Regions from separate parts of the Mus musculus genome. Here region 1 is linked to region 2. Evidence: chromatin contacts called from public promoter capture Hi-C data. All regions are on one chromosome and are shown on one strand. The core of a region is the stretch at or near the end of the contact, and the rest is flanking DNA. Distances in the headings are between cores, read along the strand shown.

What was found. Promoter capture Hi-C pulls out the DNA fragments that hold promoters and counts their contacts.
Region 1: a contact with region 2 is called in a promoter capture Hi-C map of second pharyngeal arch cranial neural crest, with 2.4 times the contacts expected there. The contact joins the enhancer-like site here to the promoter of Prps2 in region 2. A contact is called at or near these places in 6 of 39 promoter capture datasets (the 3T3-L1 cell line, hippocampal neurons, liver and 3 more) and 2 of 115 datasets of contacts at active chromatin or transcription factors (embryonic stem cells and large pre-B cells).

Annotation. Positions count from the first base shown.
Region 1 is chrX:167,829,529-167,834,080 of GRCm38.p6, reverse strand. The region is part of intron 1 of Frmpd4 (FERM and PDZ domain containing 4); the gene reads left to right. Among named protein-coding and RNA genes, the nearest start is that of Frmpd4, 290 kb to the left of the region's middle. Within about 2 kb of position 1,285, at least 2 of the 459 cell types and tissues checked have an H3K27ac peak or open chromatin away from gene starts, as enhancers often do. A contact at or near this core is called in second pharyngeal arch cranial neural crest, where this site is marked.
Region 2 is chrX:167,380,297-167,385,059 of GRCm38.p6, reverse strand. Prps2 (phosphoribosyl pyrophosphate synthetase 2) reads left to right here and starts at 2,311. Exons shown (of 7, transcript NM_026662.5): 1 at 2,311-2,590. The coding sequence starts at 2,469.

The DNA of each region.
Region 1 (4,552 bases), core at 36-2,535, 450 kb before region 2:
TTGTTGTTGTGTTTTGTTTTTGTTTTGTTTTGTTTTGTTTGTTTTTCGAGACAGGGTTTCTCTGTGTAGCCTTGGCTATCCTGGAACTCACTTTGTAGACCAGGCTGTCCTCGAACTCAGAAATCTGCCTGCCTTTGCCTCCCAAGTGCTGGGATTAAAGGCGTGTGCCACCATGCCCAGCAGATGTACTTATTTTGTGTGTATGCATATTTTGCCTGTATGTATGTATGGGCATCATGTGCATGTCTGGTGCCCAGGGAAGTCAGAAGAGGCTGAACTGGAGTTATGGATGGTTGTAAGTCATCATGTCAGTGTTGGAAAGTAAACATGGGTCCTCTGAGTGAGCATCAAATGCTCTTAACTCTCTTCAATAACTGTAAGAAAAAATTTTACATCCTTGTGGCCATTAAATTTCTTATGTCATTGCTAATTTATAATGAAAATTGATTACCCTGTGGAAGTCCTTATTTCTTGTACTACCAACAAAAGTCTAATTCATAAATTGGAGAATTATTTTCTTTCTTTTTAAATCATTCTAAGGAGGATTTATGATGATATTCATAGCCTGATCAAGCAAACTGATCAATAGTCAGACTGGGAAGCTCAAGATAATGCCTGTTCATGAAATGTTTATATGGATTAAATACTATAATCAGAATACACAAACACAGACACACACACACAGTGATTTTGAGAACTAGATTGCCCTTTGTTCATTTATACTAACATAACCAAAATTATCACTCCTAAAGAATGACATGTCTAGAGGAATGCTCTATGGCCACCAGCATAGCATAGCACCACAGCTCCCCAGATCTATAACCACACAAAGTGAAGACTACTATGAGAATCACTGTAGATTTAAAGAATCACAAAGAAACAAATTGTGATAAATAAATTCAAATCCCTTATTGCTAGCCTTCTGCGGCCCTTCTTATAGGAGATACACAGCACGTAGCAACAGGCTAGTATGTCTCAGTGGGATCAAAGCCCCGTGTAATAAGGAAGAAAATAAGCTGTGGCTATCAATGGATGAAAATGTTCAATTGTTTTCATATTATAATGAAAGATTGGATTTGGGTCTTCTGTAAAATGTGTAAAACAGATGCAGAGGGCACGTTTCTATTATAGCAATGATATAGGAAAAATACCTATTCTCAGTATGGTGGAAGATCTTATTTTTGCCTTTATAAAAGTGTTAACTACTTACTTACGTACTCAACCTCTTTTCAGGCTGCAGATTTCATGTTTGGTAACCATGTGCAAATAGGAGTGATGCGGAGGGTGTGAGGAGGGGGAATTTCTCATTCTTCTTTGTTTCTTATGTTGCTCATTGACCCCTGAGGTCATTCTTCAGTGAGGACTGGAGTAAGTGAAAGCTTCTGGAAAAAAATAAAAAGCACAAGCCCTGCCTAAATGGCTGGCAGCTGGGTTGCTATCCACAATAACAGCATAATGTAATCAGATGTAAATGCCTGGAGGATGAGGAACTGTCTGTTTTGTTCTCTGCTGTATCCAAAGCAACTAAAGCAATACCAAGGTCAATACATATTTGCTAAATGAATTTATATATATGTGTGTGTGTGTGTGTGTGTGTGTGTGTTGGCCTAACTGAACTGTTTTCTGTAGGAGAGATGTAGAAGGCAAGGGGACAGACATCATTTCTTGACATTTTGCTCATTATTGATGATACTTTCTCCCAGTAAATTGGGTAATTATAAGAATCATACTTTTTTGATTTGACTACTTTCAGGAACTAGATGGTAAGGAGACAGACATTTCTTGATGTTTCTCTAATTATTGAGGAAACTTTCTCCCAGTAAATTGGGTAATTATCAGAATCATACATTTGATTTGACGACTTTTGAAAACTAATCTTTTTTTGAAAATTAAACTTAATTTTATGTCCTGTGTAGATGAGTGTTTTTCTTTCATGTATGTCTTTGTACCACTTGTGTGTCTGGTGCTTGAAGAGGCCAGAAGAGGGCATCAGAATCCTGGGAGCTGGAGTTACAGATTATTGTGAGCTGCCATGTGGCTGCTGGAAATCAAACTCTGGTCTTCTGGAAGAGTAGCCTTAACCATTTAAGTCATTCCTCTAGCTTTGAACATATATATATATGTGTGTGTGTGTGTGTGTGTGTGTGTGTATGTGTGTGTGTGTGTGTGTGTTTATACAAATAGATTAAACAAATGTCAATTATTGAATGCAATTTTCCCAAATTTAAGTGTTCAGGGAAGTTGCATTCAACATTTACCTGGATTGTGATTTGCTATCTAAAAAGACAGAATAAATATGAGCTCATATTTTTACTGACTTTACATACTAAAATTAATGTTCAACATAGCATAAGTACCTTTATTAATACCCCCTAATGGGTATCTAAACTTTAAATATTACTACATCATTACATAATATATGCTTTTGTGTACATTACTACCTATGGTAAAGTTGAGTTCATAAACTAGGAACAGGAAGAGATTAACAACATCTGATAATAAAATAGGCTGATTTTTAGCACTATACTATAATAAAATTTATGTGCATATGACCTTACTCATGCACTAACACACTAAAAATAACTTAATAAGCCATTGTCAATTAAAATAAGTGTCCACTGAATCTAAGAATTGTGATAGCATGCCAGTCAATGTGACACCCCAGATAGTGAGTGGCTAAATGACTAGAGGGGTTGTAGCCCATAAAGGGTAGATACATTGCATGCATTCAATGGATAGAGTGAGATAGTATGTAATTTTCTTATAGTACTCAGGACAGTGTTTGATTCTAAACTTAGAATTTTTTTTTTCATTTCTGGGGTTTTCCAACTTATTGTTTTCAGACAGCAGTTGACTATGAGTGAATGAAATCAATGATATCAAAGCTGAGGATGATGAGAAATAATTATATTCTCAAAATACTGGCAGTCACTGTGAAAAGACTTAGATACATCCAATGCTGAACAATTTCAATTCCCATAATAGAAGAATTCCATTTGATCTGAGAAAATTATTGCTTTTTCCTCCCCCTGAATTCCAGGGAAGAAATGAAAGGATATGTACATATTTTGAATAGTACAGCAAGGGTAGTAATTAGCTTCCATACACTGTGTAGTTCTGGACCATGAGCTGTATGATTATTGTTTTAGTGCTTCCTGGGATTTTAGAAGTATCTCTGTATACACTGTTCATTTGGAGGAAAAATATCATAAGTATGGTTATGATATAAGGAAACATATATATGTGCTATAATTATTTTATATGTGACAACTATATACCTTTTTACCTTACATGTCCAAATGTTCTGTATTCTCAGTCTTCTCTGTTCAAATGTATCCTTGGGCTCCATCAGAGCTGTGTTAGCACACAATCTTTAATTCCCATTCCATGTCCAGGTCAGTTATAGGAGCATAGTCTTTGAAGCACATAGAGCTTCCAAGTTGTTTATTGCAGTGACTAGTTCTGGGGAGAGTTCCAGACAAAGTAAGTTCCTTGTAGATTTGCATGTGAACATGGATACAGACTGAGATATTGTAGTGTTATGGGCACACAAGGACAGATGTAGACATACTTTGTTTAAATATTTTATGCATATTTAAATGACTTCAAGCGATAAGATTAACAACACCACAAAATGTGAAAACATTATAAATGTCATCCCCAATATTTGTGTTAATACTCAATTTTAATGATTAGAGGTGGAAGATTGCTTTGCTCCCAGAATTTTCTTATGTATAATATTGTCCTATATCAGGTCTCAGGGCCTTACCAAAAAAAGATAGTATATGGTAGAATAGCCATTAAAAGGAACCCAATACATTGAATGGAGAGAAGGTTCACTCAAGAAAGTTCGTCAGCACAGGCATACTAAACAGGGTCTGATCCTCAACACCCCCATATAAAACTAAGCACTGTGCATAGTGCCAGTCCTCATCAGTAACAGGAGGCCAAGACAGATGGATCACTAGATTATCAGGTTCAATGAAAGACCTCAGCTCAAAAATTAAGGTGGAAAACAACCAAGGAAACCACTTGATGTTGAGCTGTGTTCTCAACATACATAAGTATGCACATGTGCACATCCATCCATCAATAAGATCACGCATGTACATCCTACTCCCCAACACACACTCACACCAACAACAATGACTCTCATTGCAAAATCCTTTTTTCTCTTATCAGACAGAAGCATGGTTAATAAACGCCTTGTCTTGCAAGGGTAACATAAGTGCACCCTGCCCCACTGAGAGATGAGGTGAAGTCATGGGAAATAATTTTTAAAAAATTACCTTCTGTTAGCTTTTTAGAATGTAAGTTGAGCCATCTGATCCTTCATGTTTGTCATATTTAACTTACCAAGATAGTTTTTTGATTAGAAAATGGGCAGCCACTGTATCCTTTTGGGAAATCTGCCTAAAGCAGACAGAAAATGCCAACTGGCAGTACTTAGCTTAAACTGTTTGGAGGAGTAGTAATTGTAATGAGTCACCCCTGCATGTCAGCACATGTTGGAATGTGGTAAGTACCACATCATGTATGAATCACGTTTCCC
Region 2 (4,763 bases), core at 1,062-3,561:
CTTCTAGAATCTCATCTATGAATTAACCTCCAGATTGGGTACTTTAACATAGTATTTTATGCTTCATCAGTTTTGTTATCAAAGAATCCTAGGCTCCCACACTGATCAGCAACTACTTGCCTCCTGATAAAAGTATGTATATATTTAAAGAAATGCAACAGTTGACAAATTTTGCCTATGAGACAAATATTTAAAGACAGAAAAAATTACAGTAAAATTGCTGATGATAAATTTTATTAAGGTGAGTTTAAGTATAGTTAATATAATTCAGTCAATAAAACTTTTAGACATATGTTTGGATATGAGTGTAAATCTCATCTCTATGATAATTTATTATGCAAATTTTATTATAAAATACAGTTATTTGCTACTGAACATGTGGGATGTTTTGAGAAATACGTAATAAGGTTAATTCATAATCATGTAAGCAATGTAGAGTGCACATAAATGAACCAAGACAGCGGAACATCATTAAGCATTATAATATTAATGGTGTGGTCTGTCATCTGAATCTTTATGCAGCATATACTGGGTGTAGCTTAAAACCCACTGTAGGTAGATTGTTGCTGCTGCAGTTGTTTTTGAGACAAAGTCTCACTATATAGTATAGGCTGGCCTGGGATTCTTGGTCCCCAAGCCTCAACCTCCCAAGTGATGAGATTAGTTATATCATCACCTTGGCTCTTTTAAGAAATACAATAGGATATGTACATCTCTGTCAGCAGAATGAAAAGGAACAGAAATGCAATGGGAGTAGCGCTTTGGAGAACCACTGGGGCAGTCAGTGGAGTTTCAAAGGAAACCCTTTCATAAATTCAATTTGCTTGGGTTTGAGGAACCTTAGGGGATTGGAGAGACACAGTTTCAACAGGCCAGCTAGCCTTCAACTGAAAGACCCGCCTGCCTCTGCCTCTGCCTCTGCCTCTGCCTCTGCCTCTGCCTCTGCCTCTGCCTCTGCCTCTGCCTCTGCCTCTGCCTCTGCCTCTGCCTCTGCCTCTGCCTCCAGAGTGCTGAGATTAAAGGCTGACACCTTTGCAGAGTTCAAGGAAGGGCCCAGAAGCAAATCCCCCAAAGATACGGTCAATCTAAATACTCTCCCAAACTCCAATCACACAAGAAGTGCCTTTAGAGTGGGCTACAATTCAAGGGCAAGTAGTCTTTGTTGTATATGGCAAGCCAAATTTCAGTAGACAGTGGTAGAGCCCAAGCAACTATCTGGCCAGGTTAATCTGTCTCTGAAAGCTTTTAAGAAATGTAAGTCAGGATCACTAGTGCTCCACTCGTCCAGGAGCTCAGGATGAATCTCCTTTCCTTAAGTGTGCTTTGTGCCCAGCGATTGGCGATTGGCTCTGACACTGCATTAGCTACTTCAGAAATGCTGAGGTGGGGGTTGAGGGCAGGGAAAGCAAAGGACTCTGGGAGAGGGGGGTTGGTTGCCGCAGCAGGGGTGGGGGTGGGGGGTGGGGGAGTCTGACTCTAGAGAATCCAAGGGACAGGAAGTTGTGAAGAGAGCCTGAGAGCCAGCCTATCTACATAAAAACGAGGACTCAGAAGGAATTGGTGAGAGGCAACTGACCACTTGAAAATACGCTTTCCTCTTGTGGCCAAGCTTAGGGGTCAAATGGTGGCTGTCATCAATGACTCCTTTACAGAGCAACACACATTTAGGAGCTAGACGGTAACATGTTCAGGTTTTGTGGACCAAGAAGCAAAAGACAAGAAAGAATGTGGGCATTTATATAATAAGAAAAAAAAAAAAAACCAAAATTTTCAGCTTTTGTTGAAAAAACTGGAAAACAAAATATTTGAGCTAATTTTGTAAAATATACATCTAAATTAAATGACAGAGAAAGAGAATTCTTGTTGGTGAGAAACCCTTTTCTTAGTCCATCTTCAAACGTAGTCTATATCACCACTTCAAGTGCAAACATGCTTCACTCCCGTGTGCAAATACAAACCGATGTGTGGGTCTGGCCTATGTAGACACGGTGTGCACTTGAAGCCCAGGTATCACCTCTGGGTTCTGAGCTTCCGGGTTGAAAGGCTGCTCCTGGCTGTGAGGCACCACATGGCCCTTTCCTGCAATGGCTCACTGTGCCCACTTTATCTGGTTGGTTGACCTCCCCATTTAAAGGCAAGTCAGGAAGTCCTATGTGGAGCCTGGAGCTCCCCTACGGAGCAACTGTACTTGGGTGCTTCGGGACCACCCAGAGCTTCAAACCCAGATGCCCAGCCTGCGTGGGCAGAAGCAGCCTCCCAGCACCCTCCAGCGACTCTTCAGCTGCTCCTCCTCCCTCTGGCTCCTCCCCCGGCCCTCCCCTCCCCTAGATCCTGCTGCTGCGTTTTCCCGCTTCACCAGCAGCCCAGGCCACCGCAGCAGCAGCAGCAACAGCCGCAGCAACGGTAGCAGTAGTCTGCATCGCAGTCCCTTTCTCCTTCTCCAGCGCGCTCCTCAGTCCCCGGTCACCATGCCTAACATCGTGCTCTTCAGCGGCAGTTCTCACCAGGACCTGTCGCAGCGCGTGGCCGATCGCCTGGGCCTGGAGCTGGGCAAGGTGGTCACCAAGAAGTTTAGCAACCAGGAGACCAGGTGGGAGCCTCGCTGGGGCTGAGGCAGGGGCCAAAGCATGCCCAGGCCAGCTCCGCGGGCGTCATGCTCTCCCTTCCGGGGCGGGACGGCAACAACGCGGCTGCAGAGCCAGGGCGGCTGCGCCAGGGGAGAAAGAAGTTCAGCAAGGGACCCCCAACCCCCACCCCCAACCCGGGTCACCCTGGAGTCTCTACGCGTATCCTCTGGCTGTTAACCTTCTGGTGGCTGGGCCTCCAATACCCGGACATCGGCGACCTGTCGACCCTTGGGCACCCCAGGCCCCTCTTTTGCACCGGCTCGCCTGGTGTCTTCAGTCCGGAAGGACAAAATCGGGGCAGTTACAGAGCGTCTGGGAGAGTGGGCGCAGTCTGTGGGCATCACTTCGGTGCCGGGAATGGTGGGGGCGGGGAGACATCGGTGGATCCGCCCGCCCCAGTTTCCAACTCTCTGCCAGACAGAAACCCAGAATCCTGCATGGTTGAAAAGGCTCTGCACGGGTCCTGGGCACTGGGTTTATCCCAGGGAAACTTTCGAATGCCACTTCCAGCCGCTGGCGATCAGAGTACTGCCAGCTGCTCAGGTGACTCTCCAGAGCAGCAGGCTGGCCAAGCGCTGCCTTATCCAGAAAGGTGGGTTTGTGCGGGAGTTAGGCAGAGCGTGGGAAAGCGAGACGCACGTGTTGAGCGCTCGCACCCTTCCTTTAAACTTTGTTGCATCTATCATTGCGAATAGCTTCTTTGTGTTTGTGGAGCTTAGCTGCGCACAGCAACAAGACCCCAGTTTGTTCAAAATTCCACCGGTTTCTCACATTAGCAAAAGGTGCCACCAGGCAGGCGGAAGCTCTCCTCAGCTTAGACTAGGGATTCCTTGTCCTACTTGCCCAAAGCCAATTTCTTTTCCCGAATTCTATTTAGCACAGTTAACCAACTATACAGTGCACAGTGACAGATAACCGTTCTATATTTAGTAGCGCACGAATTCATTCCGCAAGTTTTACAGAAAAAAAAAAAGTCATTCTCCGTATTTACAAAAGTTAACTTAGAAACGGATTGTAGACACAAACGTCAAAACTAAAACTGAAATTTCCAGAAGGAAGCACAAAATCTTGATGATGGAATGAATCGAGAATTTGGTTGTGAGATTAAGGGCATTTTTTTTCCTTTTGGTTGTTTTATTTTGGTTTGGTTTTCGTTTTCTGGGACAGACTTTTGCTATGTATTTAGGCTGGTATTGAACTCACCCAGGTAGTAGTCCAGGTAGGCTTCGAACTCACAGGAGAACCCTTGTTTCTACCTCCCAAGCATTAGAATTTCGGGTGTGTGTGTCATCAGACCCAGTTAGATTAATATTGATGACAAAGATGATTTTTTTCTAGAGGTTATGTGAATCCCGTGTGACCTTTTCTAGGTGGTAAACTCCATTTACACAGCTTGGGTGATAATAGAAGAAACCTGTGGACAATTCAGGTGAAAGAACTGCCACTTTGTTTACTTATTGACATTACATCCTGATTGAAGTCCCCCCTCCTCCAAGCCACCCCCTAAAATAAATTAATTAATGGGGGAACAAAAGGAAGTAATCCAAACCTTCCAGGAGTCGGCAACAAGAAAACAACAATGAAATGAACTGTGACATTGAATTAAGAACAGTGAAAAATTTATTTTCATAAGTTAAAAACAACAACAACAACAAAAGAATGCCACTCTGGGGTTGGGGAATGTAGTTCAGTTGGTAGAGTTGCTTGCAGGAGTTTGCATGAAGCCCCTGTGCAGCATCAGATCAGGATATGCTGGCACACACTACGTTCTCAGCCCTTGGGTAGAAGAAGCCAGAGAAGTGGGAATTCAAGAGCATCTTTGGCTACATGAGACCATGTCTATTTTTTTTTTCTAGTACAGAGGATGTATTCCAGGTCTTTGTGTATGCTAGGCAACAAGAAGATTCAACCACTGAGCTCCATCCCCAGCGCCCTTTGTAGACTTCAATAAATGGAGGGTGCTCTAGGACTTTGGAGAAGGATGGAGCTAGGTTTGGACATAGCAAGATTTTGTTAGTCCTTGTCCAAGTTTCAGCGGCTCTGGGGGAACAACTAGAATAAGCCTCTTTGTTTAGAAGGTGTTATCATGTAAATAAAGGAGCTGGCTCTGGAGGGAGTGGGTTTTGAAAGTGTAAG